Linked DNA regions of Mus musculus: regions 2 and 3 are each linked to region 1. The links are chromatin contacts, called in public Hi-C and Micro-C maps. All regions are on one chromosome and are shown on one strand. The core of a region is the stretch at or near the end of the contact, and the rest is flanking DNA. Distances in the headings are between cores, read along the strand shown. Region 1 overlaps Gm34801 (a long non-coding RNA gene). Region 2 overlaps Mta3 (metastasis associated 3). Region 3 overlaps Mta3 (metastasis associated 3).

Region 1 (4,828 bases), core at 1,249-3,748:
GGTAAGCCTGGTTTCCCTTCATTGAGCTATTATGTTTTTGTTGTTGTTGTTGTTTGCTAACCAATCTTCTTTGTTTTCCCATACACACATACTAGAATCAGTAGCTCTTGTTCTAACCAAGAACTGATCTTTAAAAGCTTTGTGTGTGTGTGTGTGTGTGTGTGTGTGTGTGTGTGTTGTATTCGTGAGAGTAGAGGCATGCATATGCCATGGTGCACCTGTGAGGGTCAGAGAACATGTTTTAGGAATGAGTTCTCTCCTTCACTGTGGGTTTCAGGGACTGAATTCAGGTCTTCAGGCTTTCATGGGGACTATATTACATATTGAGCCATCTTGCTAGTCCATGAGCTGACATTTTTATTGATTATGCATTCTATTAATAAATTAACTTAGGAGCCCAGCAAGGTAGTTCGTGCCTGTAATTTCAGGATTAGAATAGTGAGGCAGGAAGATTTGGGTTACATGAGTTCAAGGCCAGCCTGGCTTCAGATGTCACACTACAGGAAAAAGAATTAATTTAGAAATTAATTCTTTTAATTAAATCTTCCCAAGAGGCTGATTCCTTTAATCCAAGAATATGGAATCTTTTCCCATATAGGTCTGGGTCCCCTGTCATGTTCTTTGATAGTATTTTAAAGTTCTTTTCATAAGACTCACACATTTCACTTTAGGCTATGTCTTAGTCACTGTTTTATCACTGTGAAGAGACACCAGGACCATGGCAGTTCTAATAAAAGAGCATATTTAACTGGGGGCTTACTTAGAGTTTCAGAGGTTTAGTCCATTATCATCATGGTGGCAGGCAGGCAGATGTGGTGCTGGAAGAGTAGATAAGAGCTAGGTCCTTGTCTGAAGGCAGAGAGAGGGAAAGCCTAGGACCGGCACAGGCTTTTAAACTCCAAAGTCCACTGTGAGTGACACACTTCCTCCAACAAGGAAGGCCATACCCACTCCGGAAAGACCACTTTTCATAATCCTTCTAATCCTTTCAAATTGGGCCACTCCCTGGTGTCTAAGCATTCAAACATAGGAGCCTACGGGGGTTGTTCTTATTCACTCTACCACAGGCTGGTTCTCAGCCATTTGTACCCAAACTCACTCACTGGTGCTCGGCCTTCATCTCCCCCTGCTACACTGGTCTCCTTTGAATCACAAGGGCTGAAAAGCCAACTCTAAATTTCCAAGAGTATATGACAACTTGTGTTCTATGTATGACTTATCTGGGACTAAGAAGTCTTATACAGTAGTATACAGGAGTGGGAAGGTGGCCAGAGACCATCATCCTCCTGGGTGGTACCCAGGAGGCAGGGCTGGGCTGACATCAAATTGTTTCAGCCTCAGCAGCAACAGCTTTCTGGCACCTGAATTATAGCAGTGACGATCTGAACTGAAGCACTCAATCTCACAATGCTTGCAGCTTAGAGCTTTCAGTTTTTATCTAATAAAGGTTCATACAATATATATTATCTGCCAGAAACTGTTAGATGCAATTTTTTTTTTTTAAAAATTATGTTTAGGAACCCTCAGTGTTTCTTGACTTGGCAATAATTTTGAAAGCAGCCCCTGTATTCCTTTGTGATGTAAGCACTTGGTTGGAGTGGCTTTGGTTCTCTACGAGGAACCCTGTCTGGTTCAAGTTGTTTTGTCTTGAGTGTTGTACTTCTGCCATATCTTCTGTCTGTGAAAACAAAGATATACTAGTTCTCCAGAGGATGTTAAAATCTCCCATGATAATATTTTTGTCAGATTCTAATAGGCTTGCTTTATATATCAGAACGGTTTCTTATTGAATGTAAAAACAACAACAACAAAAAACCAAAACAACAACAACAACAAAAGCCCCCACTATTCTTCCTCATTTCACCCCTATTCCTAATACTGCATTGCCAGAGGACAGATTTGTCCTCGAGAGTTTAGTTTATTGTGGTTAATGAGGTGTCTTATTCTCGGCACAGGACATAATTTCACTCTTATTTTTCTTTCCTTTTTGGTATTTTCAAGACAGGGTCTTACTACGTGGCCCTGGCTGTCCTGGAACTCGCTCTGTAGACCAGGTTGGCCTTGAACTCAAAGATCTGCCTGCCTCTGCCTCCCAAGTGCTGGGATTGAATGCACGTGCCACCACTGCCCAACCCATAATTCCATTATTTACAGCTAAATAAAACTCTGCTGTGTATACACATATGGTCTCTTCTGGTCTGTTGATGAGCATCTACACTGGTTCCGTACCTTGGCTGTTGACCAGTGCTGATCCTACGGATGCTGCGTTTCCGTGGGTGCCCACTAGGGGTCTGGGTTTCTGTATCTGCAACAGGGAATTGGACAGAGACACGTGAACAGAAGAAAATAAGGTTGAAGAATATATTAAGAAAGAAGATAGCTCCCAGGGAGGAAGCACCCCAAACAGAGAAATGTTCGGAAGCTTGGCACTAGCACTCGGCAAAGGACAGGGTTACTTATGTCCCATACGGAAGCCTCTGAGGTCACGTGCCTAGCACTGCCTTTCTCCTGCAGGCCATGTGGCAGGTCACCCGCAGACACTCTGGAGTGCCTCTGCAGCTGTGCCAGTGGCTCCAGCCAGATGCAAGAGAAGGCAGTTCCAGCTTCCCTCTTTACTAGGTTTTTCTCATATGCTAATTTTGTAGCCCTTGGGTCTCATTTTAGGTCTCATTTTCCACCATGTTCCGATCTCTGAGCCTGACACTGGTCCCTGGAACCGTTTTGGAGAGCTGGGGGATGCTGCTCCATTATCCTATAACTGTTTCCTGTAATCAGGGAGCATGGATCTTTCCATGAAGAGTCTACCGACCGCCTGGGAAGGGGAGGAGGGGCTGGATTCCCTGGATAGGAAGTGGCTGCAATCTCTCAACTCGAAGGAGTCGGTCTGACCTGCTGCCATTCTGGAAAGCACAGGAAAGCATCTCTCTGACCATCAGGCAGGCTCCCCCTGGGGCCGTCAGTCCTACAGTACACAGCCAACCTCACTATTTTATCTGTTGAGCTCAGACGTGAGACTCTTCAGGCTGCAAGACAAGCAAACACTCTAATTGTTGTATATTAAGAATGTGCCAAACCGATCCCCAGGATTCTGAGGGCGGGACAGATTAAAAGGAAAAACTGTGTGGCTGTGATTGCCGAGCACTTGTGAAGCCATCTGTGCCAAAGGGAAAGCCATGCAGCAGGTTACAGCAACCCCACGGGCTTAGAGATAGAGAGGACTTACTTCTGCATCTAAGAAGTTCTGGCATCCTTTTGATTGTCTGAAGAGAATTTTGAAGGTGCAGGTGGAATGACCTTGTCTTCCAGATGCTCTTGAGGCTGAGGAAACTCAAAAGGGACAGGTTTTTTTAGAGTATGGCTTCTTGTGTGTGGTGCCTCTGGTGTCAGGCAGCATCAGACCTGGTTCCTTCCGGTATATGTAGCTTTTTTTTTTTTTTTAAACAAAACAAAACAAAACAAAAAAAAAAAAACAATGGGTCTACAGGGTTCAGATTCTAATAGAGTTTCACCATACCTGGCGCCAGGCACACAATTCTCATTCATGGTATGACCTGGAGTTTCTTTCTTTCTTTCTTTCTTTCTTTCTTTCTTTCTTTCTTTCTTTCTTTCTTTCTTTCTTTCTAATCTTACATTTAAACATTCCTGCCCTGGGATGTTTCTTTTTTTTTTTTTTTTAAGATTTATTTATTTATTATATGTAAGTACACTGTAGCTGTCTTCAGACACACCAGAAGAGGGCGTCAGATCTCATTACGGATGGTTGTGAGCCACCATGTGGTTGCTGGGATTTGAACTCAGGACCTTTGGAAGAGCAGTCAGTGCTCTTACCCACTGAGCCATCTCGCCAGCCCTGGGATGTTTCTTATAAACAGTAACTAGCCAGATTTTTAACAACAACAACAACAAGTCCAGTAGGTGTCTCTACTATTTCTTAGTGCTGTGGACCAAGCCCAGGCCCTCCTCATATGCTGGGGAAGCAGTTTGCTATAACCATGAACCTCTGCTTAGGTCCTGATGAGCTATTCTAATGGGGAATACTATGTCCCTCCCCCTTGCTACCAGAATATTCAAGGGGGAGGGGGCTGATACAATGGATCCTAAGAATCACTACTGCTCCAGGCATCTATGCTGGGGGAAAGACAGGGACTAATTAGCCCTGGTTCCAGGGACAGCCAGAGGATGAATGAGCTTCACAAGAACAGATGGGACACAGCCCTGACAGCTTGTCCCCATTACAGTAACGCATGCCCAGCTCCTGGCTTCTGTCACCTTTTCTGTAAAACCATCACAATGTTGCAGGCGAGTCAGAGAGAAAGCAGGAGCCGTCCTCTACAGGCTGGCAAACTAAATAAACGTGTTTTGTTTTACCAAAAGTTGTTTCCGAATAGCTTTTAAAATCCAGAGAAACTAAGGCAGTAGGTTTATGGTCAGTCGACCTGGGAGAGTTCATCTCTATGGACTAACTGATCATCGATGTGTGTGTGTGTGTGTGTTGCATGGGAGGCATGCATGCCACAGTGTGCAGGTGAGATCAGAGGACAACCTAGCAGAGTTGGTTCTCTTCACCTTGATGTGGGTTTTGGAGTCGGAACGCATGTCTTCGGGCTCGCACCGTAAGTTCCTGCACACTGAGGTACCTTGGTGAAGAAACAAATCAGTGCGTTCTCAGTATTGCACAGCACAACTCACTCCCAAGGCGTTCTCATCAAGCCAATGTCTACTCCCTGTACAGTCATTCTGTCCTCCTCCATGTAAGCAGAAGCCTGCAGCCTTTGTCTTTTTTACACATAGCTTAACTGACTGAGCATAATGTTTTGAAGCTTATCTA
Region 2 (4,828 bases), core at 1,367-3,866, 240 kb after region 1:
AAGATGGGTAAAATACTGCGGGTGAAGAGCTTAGCGGGTGAAGAGCTTAGTTTGTATTTGTAAGATATCACGTGCTATAAATGTGCCTCTCAAGGGTTTGGCTGCATCGCAGGTTTACACAAACACTGTCAGGGCAGTAAGAACTTTGGCTCCCTGTCCCTCGTGTGCCTGACAAGGAGGCAGTAGAAGACCAAGCAAAGAGGAGGTCAGAGGGAGAAATGGGATTTCGTTTCAGCTTCTCCTCACCCACAGAGGGGCCTTGGGCTCAGACTTAAAGGAGTATTGGCTCCTTTCTTTCCACCTAGGCATGTCCTCTGCTTCCCTGAGTCCTGCTGCAGAGCAGAAAGTAGGTTGTGCTCTCTCCTCTCCCTCCTCCTCCTCGTCTTTCTCTTCCTCCTCCTCCTCCTCCTCCTTTCTGAGATAGGCTGGTCTTAAACTTACTATGGAGTTAAAGACTAATCTTGAGAGTCTGTTCTTCGGCCCCTCCCTCCCAGGGGCTGGGTACAGGTGTGTGCCATCATGCCCATTTTAGGTAGTGTGGGGGGGATCGAACCCAGGGTTCTATATCTGCTAGCTACATGCGTCTGTCACCTCCCTCACTGCTGTGTCAGAAATACCTACCAAGAAGCAACTTAAGGGCTGGTGAGATGGCCCAGTCAGTACAGTACCTACCACACATGTGTAAGAGCCTGGGTTGGATCCCAGCTCCCACCTAAAAGCCAGGTGTCGTGTGTCTGCAGCTTTAGCAGAGGTGTGTGTGTGTGTGTGTGTGTGTGTGTGTGTGTGTGTGTGTGTGTGTGTGTGTAGACAGATCCCTAAAGCTCTCACACACCTGCACATACATGTACCTACTTGAACATATACATCCACATATTCATACCCACAAAAAAAAACAACTTTTAAAGAAAGGAACTTAAAGAAGGGAGGTTTTATTTTGTTCACAGAGCCAGGGAATATAGTCCAGCGAGATGAGGAAGGCACGGGGCAGGCCTGAGTGGCATCTGGTCACATTGCATCTGCGAAATGCAGTCAACAGGAAATGGGGCCAGAGTGTAAGACCCCAGTGGTCTGCTTCCTCCGCCTACTAAACCTTCTGCAGCTCCCCAGACAGGGCCACTGTGTGTGGACCAAGTGGTGGAATGCAGAACTTATGGGGACATTGCACATTCAAGCCACAGCACCAGACAAGCAGTCCACCAGTGTGCCACACCCCCAGCCCTTCACCAGTCTCTGCAGTAACCAGTGCTGGAAGTCTCCCTCGCACCTCACACGGCCGCTCTGCAGCCAGGTCCAGACCTGTACGGCAGCTCCGGTCAGGTCATCTCTTCAGCACCTGGTGCCCAGCATCATGGCCCTCTTCTCCTTGGGGCTTCGCCTCCAGAGCAGCTTGCCCTGCTTCTCACTGAATGAATGCAGGCTGTTGCAAGGTCACTGCCTCTGCACTCTGAAGAGGACGCAGGGGCACAGCACGCATGAGTTCCTGACGCCATACTGACCAAGTCAGCAGCTCGCCGCGGGTGACACCTGCCTCGTTTCCCAAAGATACCCAGTCTTTTCTTCAAAACTCTTTGATCCGCTGTCGCAGCTCAAAAAGGAGGCTGGTGACAACATGCCTTGCCGTGTGCTAGCCAACTAACCTGTGCCTTCCCATTCGGTTCACGCAAAAAGATCTCTGGTTGGGATGGGTTTGTTAGGGCACACAATTGTATCTCTGTGCCCAGAGCCTGGCACTTAGGTGCACAATATAAATTATACAAAGGAAAGTGTTGAAGAAAACAGACCTAGTGCAGTGGATTGTAATTCCCCAGTTTACCAAATATGGGCACAGATGGACTCTAAGTCAAGGACAACGAGTTTCAGAATCACTCTCTAGTAACTGCTCCAGCAAGCAGAGAGTGTGGTGGTCCACACACGAGCCCTAGCACTCAGGAGGAAGTGGTGGGAGGAGTCTTTAGACCTGCCCAGGTTACGTACCCAGACTCTTATCTTAAAGCAGAAGGGGCTGGCGAGACCGCTCAGGAGTTAGAATCATACTCTCTCTGCAGAAGACACAGCACACGTGCCTGGTGGCTCACAGGGGCCTTTAACTCCCACTTCCTCTTCCACCTTCACTGCAGTCGTGTGCACATAGCCCCTCACACATAATTAAAAATAAGATAAAAACTTTTAAACATGCTTCTCTTTATTTTTGGTTGTGAGCCCAGCGGAGCCATCTTTCCAGCCCGAAAATATTTTTTAAAAGCAATGTGAGTACTATTTAGAAATAGGAACTATAATGGCTCCTCGGCCTTTGGGCTAAGATCAAGTGTAGAAATAGAAGCTATATTAACTGTTTTAACAGCTAAGTTATTATAAGACATCAATAGAACAACAGCTGGACGGTAGAGCAGACCAACTAACACGGCGAATGTCCTTGAGTTCAAAGGGCACAGAAACTGGAAGTATCTCAATTTAGAAGCTTTCAGAGGATATACCAGGCGGTGATGGTCCAGAACTCGGGAGGCAGAGGCAGGCAGATCTCTTGAGTTCGAGGCCAGCCTGGTCTACCAAGCTAGTTCCAGGACAGCTAGAGCTACACTGAATGGCTAGGACTGGAACAAGCTGCTTGTGCTAACAGGGTGTGGCTGACTGGAACAGAAGGATACTTGTAGCTCTCTAGCGCCCCCTTCTGGGAGAAGAGGGAGCCGTGGCAAAGGATTTTTTTTTTTTTAAGAGACTTGGTCTCAAGTGTCAGGAAGCCATCAGAGGGATAAATTTGGTGCCTTGAGGCCATACTGCTACAGAAACAGATTCCTAGTGGGCCCTTTCCTTGGAACAGTGACCGTGTTTCTTATTCTCTCAGGATCCAGGTCCTGACTAACCTCAGTGCTGGATAATATCTGGTTAGTGTAGTAAGTTTCCATCTCCTAGTTCTATTATCAAATACCAAAGCAGGTACAGATTCACGGGGAAAAGCCTTACCCCGTGTGATACAATGTTGAAACCAATTAGCACAGGTACTTAATTACCACAGCCAACAGATGGACAAGACTGTGAAGATAGGGGAAACTAATTTGGCTGCAGACAACCTGCTTCCAGTGAGTGTCCCGCCTCCCAGCTTCCTGTCTCTTCTCTGTCACTCATCTCCCCTCCTGTCCTTGCCTCTCAGGTGCTTTTTTTACTTTTAGGCAGGAAATCGCTGTGTAGCTTACGATCCCACGGAGTTCCAAGTGTATGTCCCTTGGTTCTGTATTTCTGGGCCCGAGGTGAGGTTGGAACATCATAGCAGCAGAAACATAAGCCAGCATTGTTGACCACAGCGGCAGGCAGCAAGCACAGGTGGACTTCCGGTTCCCGGTGGTGGGAGCTCTTGATATTTGCAAGAAGGAATTTTTTTTCAGACATTTAAAAAAAATGGTTTTTCGTTCTTTTGAGACAAGATGCCATGTATCCTAGCTTCCCTCAAACGCCAGATGTAGCAAAGGTGCCAGCATGCCTAGTGTCTACAGTACTGGGGTCTAACCTAGGGCCTTGTGCACCAACACACATTTATTTTGGGGGAAGCAGTCTACAGCTGAGCTCCATTCTAGATCACCTTGTCACACACACACACACACACACACCCTCCCCTACCCCCAAATAGACAGACAATTTCATACTGCTTTCCTGAAAGTTTCTGTCTTTTACTTGGCCCTGGTACAGACTAGGGTCAGAGAACAAGCACTGAGTGTGGGTTAAGCCAGTCCTAAGGCGTCGGACCACATACAGCACCCACCCAACGGAACTGACTCCACCCAACGGAACTGACTCCACCCAACAGAACTGACTCTGCCAGTGCAGACGGGCTCATGTGTCAGAAGCCTCGGTGCAGGGAGCTGGAAAGGCAGGGTTGATCTGACAGTCATACCGCGCAGATATGTTCAGTGTGGTACGTCCTAGTGTCGGGCCCTGTGCTGTCACCCACCCATTTGCCGACATACTTAGAGGTGCTTTGATGTCATTTGCATTGCTGGCAGACAGAGAACCTGCTACAGGGGTTCCACTACGTTAATGCCCAGTTATCAGGGATAGGCCCTTTAAGGGAAGCTCTCTGTGCCTCTGAGAGCGCAAGAAAGGGCGGCGGGGCAGGGGAATAGAGGCATTTGTACCATGGGCAGTGGAGACAGGTAGCCAAGTGTTTGCAGGAGCTGCAATGAATCTCGGACTTCTCCCTCCTGCTCCCGTGAGGCCTTTGGCTTCTTCACACCTGTTTTCTCCTCTTTCAATCTGTAAAGTGGTGATGGCATCCGCCTTACAGAGCTGCTCTCACGATGACATCATTTATACTTTTATATCATTTCATCATTTCATTTCAGTAGTGGAGAAAAAAAAAATCAACAGCCCAGAGAGGTTTAGTGACTCACCCAAAGTCACATCGTTAATGGGTAACTGCGGTGGGATTTGAACTCCCAATCTTGTGTCGTCCTCTAGGTGAACAAGGACCCTGGGCTGTGCTGAGTGAGGCATGCTCTTGGGTGATGTTCATGTTTCCTGGGTATAAGAGTCGAGTGTCTGTTTGCAAATACATAGGAAAATGCAGTGGGTATTCGGGAATCTTTTGGTTTCATTTCATTTTGTTTGTTTCTTACTCAGACTGAAGGTCTAACAGAAACCTGTGGGCTCCATTCTCTGGCTCCCAAAGCCTCTCCTTCCGTGTCTCACCCCTGTAGTGTTTCCTTTCCGGCTTTCAGGAGAGTGGAAAAAAAGAGAAGAGAAAATGCAAAGAGTCACTTGAAGGTAGAAGGTGTTTAAATGAAGTCTGCTGCCTCTGACTCATAGTGGGTGCTCAGTAAGTGTTAAGGTTCTATCT
Region 3 (4,828 bases), core at 991-3,490, 170 kb after region 1:
AGCAAAAGCAACAAAAATTTCCCATCCACATTGCGGTGTTGCCCAGAGTGGTCTTGTGCAGGCAGCCATATCATTGGGAGGATGTGGTCCAGCATCCTGTCACGCCAGGAAGACCTGTCTGGCAGCAGTTGTCCTGGTATCTAGCACTCACAGGGTTCTTTCTCCCTCCTCTGCAGTGTCCCCTGAGCTGTGGGTGTGGGGATGGCTCTGTTGATGTCCCAGTTGCTACTGGTACCGAGTCATATTTTCCTCTGGGTTTGGCCAGTTGTGGATGTATGTGATACCTTCGGTGGGCTGCACAGTGAAACTCCAGTGAGGGATGAGAGGCGCTTGATGGGGTGAAGAGAAGTATTTGTAATGTAGTCAGTCCGAAGCTGTAGTGTTTTAGAGAAATGGCTGTAGTAGGCTCTCCTCTAGGGTCTGACCTCTCCAGCTGCAGCTTCTTGGCTAGGTTTACAGTAGCAGGCATAGGTTCTCTCATTCTGAGCAGGCCTTAAGTTCAATGACATAGTTGTTGGCTGCTGTTGGGGCCGTCTGGTATGGTCAGTCATTGTTGTGGGTGGAGGAAGTCTTTACAGCTGAGTAGGGCTATTTCTTGCTTTTCTCCTTAGCAGTTTGTATGGCATCTAATAATATTATGAGAGCCAGCCCCCACGGAAGAAGGTCTTTAAAGGTCACGCCAACTTGATTTCTCCCAAGTCCTATCACCAAAGTGTGTGGTGTTTTCAGCGTAGGGTATTACTTCCAAGATCTGGGAAGCAACCAAGGGCAATAGCAATTATCTGTGTGTATTGTATTGTTCTCTTAGATTCCTTGACTAACTACTTCCGTGAGGTGTCCCATGTCTGTCACTGGGATTTTTATTAGTCTATGGCTCCTGGGAGAATATTATCACCCTGTAACAATAAAAGTATAGATGTATATGCAACATAAATACATGGACACACACACACACACACACACACACACACGGATAGGGACACATACACATGATGTAGGTATTATTAAGTAAGCTTACAAAAGAATATCTTTCAAATGTCCTTAGTGTTTATGTCCCCTCCTCTCTCCTTCTGTATCACCCTTCTTACTCCCCCACTTCAGTACCCCCGACCCTATTTTAAAATTTTAATATCTATTTATTTGTATGTGTGTACCATGTTGCTTACGTGGTGGTCAGGACAACTTTGTGGATTTGGGTCTAAATTTGGGTACTGGAAATTGTAGTCCTGACTACTCTGGAATTCACTATGGCTGTTTTTGAACTCACGTAAGTCTTTCCTGCCTAGGTCTCTAGAGTGGTGGGATTACAGGCATGTGGATCCTTTTTACGTAGTTTATTATGGGAAGAAATGCTCGACTGTGCTTAGGGAAGACAGTGCTGGTAAATTCAGGACGGTAATGTTTTGCGAGAGCAGTGCTGGTGGTTAGCTGAGAGGAGGAAGCCCTAGGACCATGCTGGGAGTGAGTTCAGGAGGAGGATGCTCTGGGAGGACGGGGCTGGGAGTGAGCTGGAGAGGAAGGCTACTTCTTGTGCTGGTTGTCTGTTGTCATCTTGACACCTAGAGTTACCTGAGACGAGGGAACCACAATTGGGAAAATGATTGGCCTTTGTGGCATTTTCTTGATTAATAATTGATGTGGGAGGTCCCAGCCCTCTGTAGGCAGGAGGTCCTGGGTTCTATAAGAAATCAGGCTGAGCAAATCCTGAAAGCAAGGCAGTAAGCAGCACCCTCCATGGCCTCTGCATCAGCTCCTGCTCCAGGTCCCTCTGCATTCCTGTCCTGACTTCTTTTAGTGGTGGGTGTGACCGAGCCTAGTAAGCTGGGGTACCCTTTCCTTCCCGAGTTGCTTTGGCCGTGGTGTTCTGTCCCAGCAATCGAACCCCTAGCTAAGACACTTGTGGCTCTTTTATTTTCGCTTCTGAAGTTTCACAGTTTACAGCGAGCGGAAAGTTGCATGGTGGCACGCTAAGGCTACAGAATCCCAGATGGATTTTGATTTATTATAAGACTGGGCAGCCTTTGCCAGATGCAGTGTTCTTTGAATAAATGTAAAGCAGAAGTAGCTTATTTCTGATGGGATCCTGACTCGCTGTAGAACTGATGAGTCATGGCAGCTCACTGTGTGAAAGGACCATTTCAGACGGCCTTCTCTTCCCGCTGACTTCCTGTGCGTGGACTGCTCATTTCCACTCCCTTCTGTGAGGTCAGAGTAACGTTCAAAACCACACTAACCTTGCCGGCACCAGCTGCTCATCAGGCCGGGAGTTCTGCAGAGACCGGATGGCACTTGAGGGTGACAGTTTCCCTGCTGATAGAATGTGTGCTTGTAGTTTGCTTAAAATTTTTCGGCTCTATGTAGTGGCACATGCCTTTTATCCCAGCACTTGTAAGGCAGAAGCAAGCAGATCTCTGTATTCGAGGTAGCCTAGATTGCAGAGTGAGTTCCAGGACAGCCAGGGTTACACAGAGACCCTGTCTCCAAAAACAAAAATAAAACAAAACAAGAAATTAAAAAACAAAAACAAAAACAAAAAACAAAAATAAATTCTGGATTGAATGAATTCTGGAATGTAGGCTCCGAGGTTAAGAACACACACTGCTGTTATTAAGGACCGGATTTGGCAGCTTGTTAGCATCTGTAATTCTCCTCTGGGGGACCTGGCTCATTTTCAGGGATACCTGCACTCAGGTGCACATCCCCACCCTACATATTCCTTTTTTTGTTTTAAGTTTAAAGAAGTAACTTCGGCATTTAGTTCACTGCTCTTGCAGGGGACCTGAGTTCAGTTTCCACATTGGGACACAGAGACCTGTAACTCAAGCCGCAGGGATCCAGCGCCCTCTCCTGGCCGTTGTAGGCACTGTACTCGTGGGCACCTGCATTGAGAGCACATTCTCCTGGATACATAATTATTAAGTCTTTAGGACCCTTGGAGGCCCCCAGAAACTGAGCCACCAACAGAAGAGCATTCATGGGCTGGACCTATGCCCCCCACACAGATGTAGCAGAAGTGCAACTTGGTCTTCATGTGGGTCCCCCAACAATTGGAGCAACTGGACCCCTGACTCTGTTGCCTGCCTGTAGATCCTGCTCCCCTAACTGGGCTGTCTTGTCTGACCTCAGTGGGTGTGGATGTGCCTAGTCCTGCAGTGACTTGAGATTGCCCGGGTGGGTTGGTTCCTGGGAGGGACCTCCCCCTTCTCAGCGGTGAAGAGGGAGGGGCCATTTGAGGGGGCACTGGCAGGACCGGTGGAACCGTGATAGGGATGTAAAATGAATAAATAAGTTAATGGAAAGAAGAAAGAAAAAGAAATAAGTCTTTAAAGAAATTCTGCTCTTTTTTACAGTAAATCTTGATAGGCATAATGTCCATTAATAAAAGCTTGAGGTCTTCAATGGGGCTTAAAAGTGTGAGTAAGTCTTTAGGTTACAGAGCAAGAGAACTGCTGGGCAGGTGTTCTCTCAGAAAAATGCATTCAAATTTGGCCTAGAAAATATTCCAGGGTCTGGGGAGGCGGCTCAGTGTGTATCCCCAGCAGGTATGCACCCCCAGCACGCATAGAGCCCTGCTGGTGAACCTTAGCACCATGGAAAGAGGGTGGCTGCTGGAGCCTGCAAGTCCAGCATTCAGAAGACAGGGCAGGAGGATCAGAAATGTTAGTCCATCCTCAGCTAGGTAGATAGCTCAGAGCTAGCCTGGGGTACATGAGACCCTGTCTCAGAAGAGGAGGAGGAAGAAGAGGAAAAGGAGGAGATAGAAGAGAAAAGAAGGAAGAAGAGTTGGGGTGGGGAGGGAAAAGCCCCAACATTTTAAGGATTCTTTTCTAAAAACTAAGTTTTGTATGTATGTGATGCACACACAAGCACACACACATACACACACGCACTCATAATTTATTTTTTTATTAAAATTATTTTTATATATGTGGGTGTCTGTGCATGCCTGTGGACACCAGAAGAGGGAATTGGACCTCCTGGAAATGATATTACAGATGGCTATGAATCACTATGTGGGTGCTGAGAATCAAACCCGGGTCTTCTTGAAGAGCAGCCAGGGCTTTTGACCACTGAACCGTTTTTCTAGGCCTTCATATACACAATTTAAAAAGAAAAAAAAAAAAAAAAAAAGCTGGGAGTAGTGGCACACAGTTTTGGTCCTAACACTTTTGAGGGAGAGGTAGGCAGATCTCAGTGAGTCAAGGCCAGCCCGGTCTACATAGAGAGTTCCAGGCCAGCCAGGGCTACAAATTTTAAAGCTAAAACAACAGAACCAACCCCGTTTCCCCCACCCCCAAAAGTGAGGTTTGCTGTTGTTATTCTGATATGTAATGACGCCTTTTGCTCTGTAAGGCACCATTAGAATTCAGTTAGCCATGTCTTTTATAGCAACAATTTATCAAATTCCAATTAGGCAGGGAGCATAATTTTGTATGTGATATTTGCTGTGCTAATAGTGCCAATGCAGCAATAACTTTATCGATCCCCGCCGGGGAGATGGTATTGGACTTGCAAGTAGGCGGCGCCTTTAGAACTGTGTCTCTGTGCATACATCGATAGAAAGAACATTCACGGAAGCTACAATTGCTGCTTCTTTGTTTGAGCTTAGTGAGACTTTAACTTTCTTTTATTGTATTGTCTGATAGATACTGTGTGTGTGTGTGTGTGTGTGTGTGTGTGCCTTTGTCTCCACCTCTGCGCATATACAGAGGTCAGAGAACAACTTCCATTATGTGGGGCCCAGGGATTGGAACTCTGGCCACCCAGCTTCATGGCATGCGCCTTTCCCGGCTGAGTCAACTTGCCTGCTCCTAAGTGAGATGTTTAA

What was found. Hi-C and Micro-C count contacts between places; a contact is called where the count stands out from the background.
Region 2: a Micro-C map of embryonic stem cells shows a contact between it and region 1, with 1.8 times the contacts expected there. The contact joins two enhancer-like sites. A contact is called at or near these places in 4 of 484 Hi-C or Micro-C datasets (the HL-1 cell line, embryonic stem cells, liver and 1 more), 2 of 115 datasets of contacts at active chromatin or transcription factors (T-cell acute lymphoblastic leukemia and pancreatic cancer cells) and 2 of 9 other capture datasets (adipose tissue and embryonic stem cells).
Region 3: a Hi-C map of the N1E-115 cell line shows a contact between it and region 1, with 6 times the contacts expected there. The contact joins two enhancer-like sites. A contact is called at or near these places in 2 of 15 datasets of contacts at CTCF or cohesin (the G1E-ER4 cell line and the NIH/3T3 cell line), 6 of 484 Hi-C or Micro-C datasets (ECoMG myeloid progenitors, the HL-1 cell line, the N1E-115 cell line and 3 more), 1 of 115 datasets of contacts at active chromatin or transcription factors (embryonic stem cells) and 2 of 9 other capture datasets (adipose tissue and liver).

What each region holds. Positions count from the first base shown.
Region 1 is chr17:83,561,528-83,566,355 of GRCm38.p6, forward strand. It overlaps Gm34801 (a long non-coding RNA gene), which reads right to left. Exons shown (of 8, transcript XR_877032.2): 2 at 4,567-4,628; 3 at 3,224-3,318; 4 at 2,230-3,023. Among named protein-coding and RNA genes, the nearest start is that of Gm34801, 4.0 kb to the right of the region's middle. Within about 2 kb of position 2,499, at least 22 of the 459 cell types and tissues checked have an H3K27ac peak or open chromatin away from gene starts, as enhancers often do. A contact at or near this core is called in the N1E-115 cell line and embryonic stem cells, where this site is marked.
Region 2 is chr17:83,805,570-83,810,397 of GRCm38.p6, forward strand. All of the region lies in intron 16 of Mta3 (metastasis associated 3), which reads left to right. Among named protein-coding and RNA genes, the nearest start is that of Gm41637, 19 kb to the right of the region's middle. Within about 2 kb of position 2,617, at least 76 of the 459 cell types and tissues checked have an H3K27ac peak or open chromatin away from gene starts, as enhancers often do. A contact at or near this core is called in embryonic stem cells, where this site is marked.
Region 3 is chr17:83,730,166-83,734,993 of GRCm38.p6, forward strand. All of the region lies in intron 3 of Mta3 (metastasis associated 3), which reads left to right. Among named protein-coding and RNA genes, the nearest start is that of Mta3, 26 kb to the left of the region's middle. Within about 2 kb of position 2,241, at least 228 of the 459 cell types and tissues checked have an H3K27ac peak or open chromatin away from gene starts, as enhancers often do. A contact at or near this core is called in the N1E-115 cell line, where this site is marked.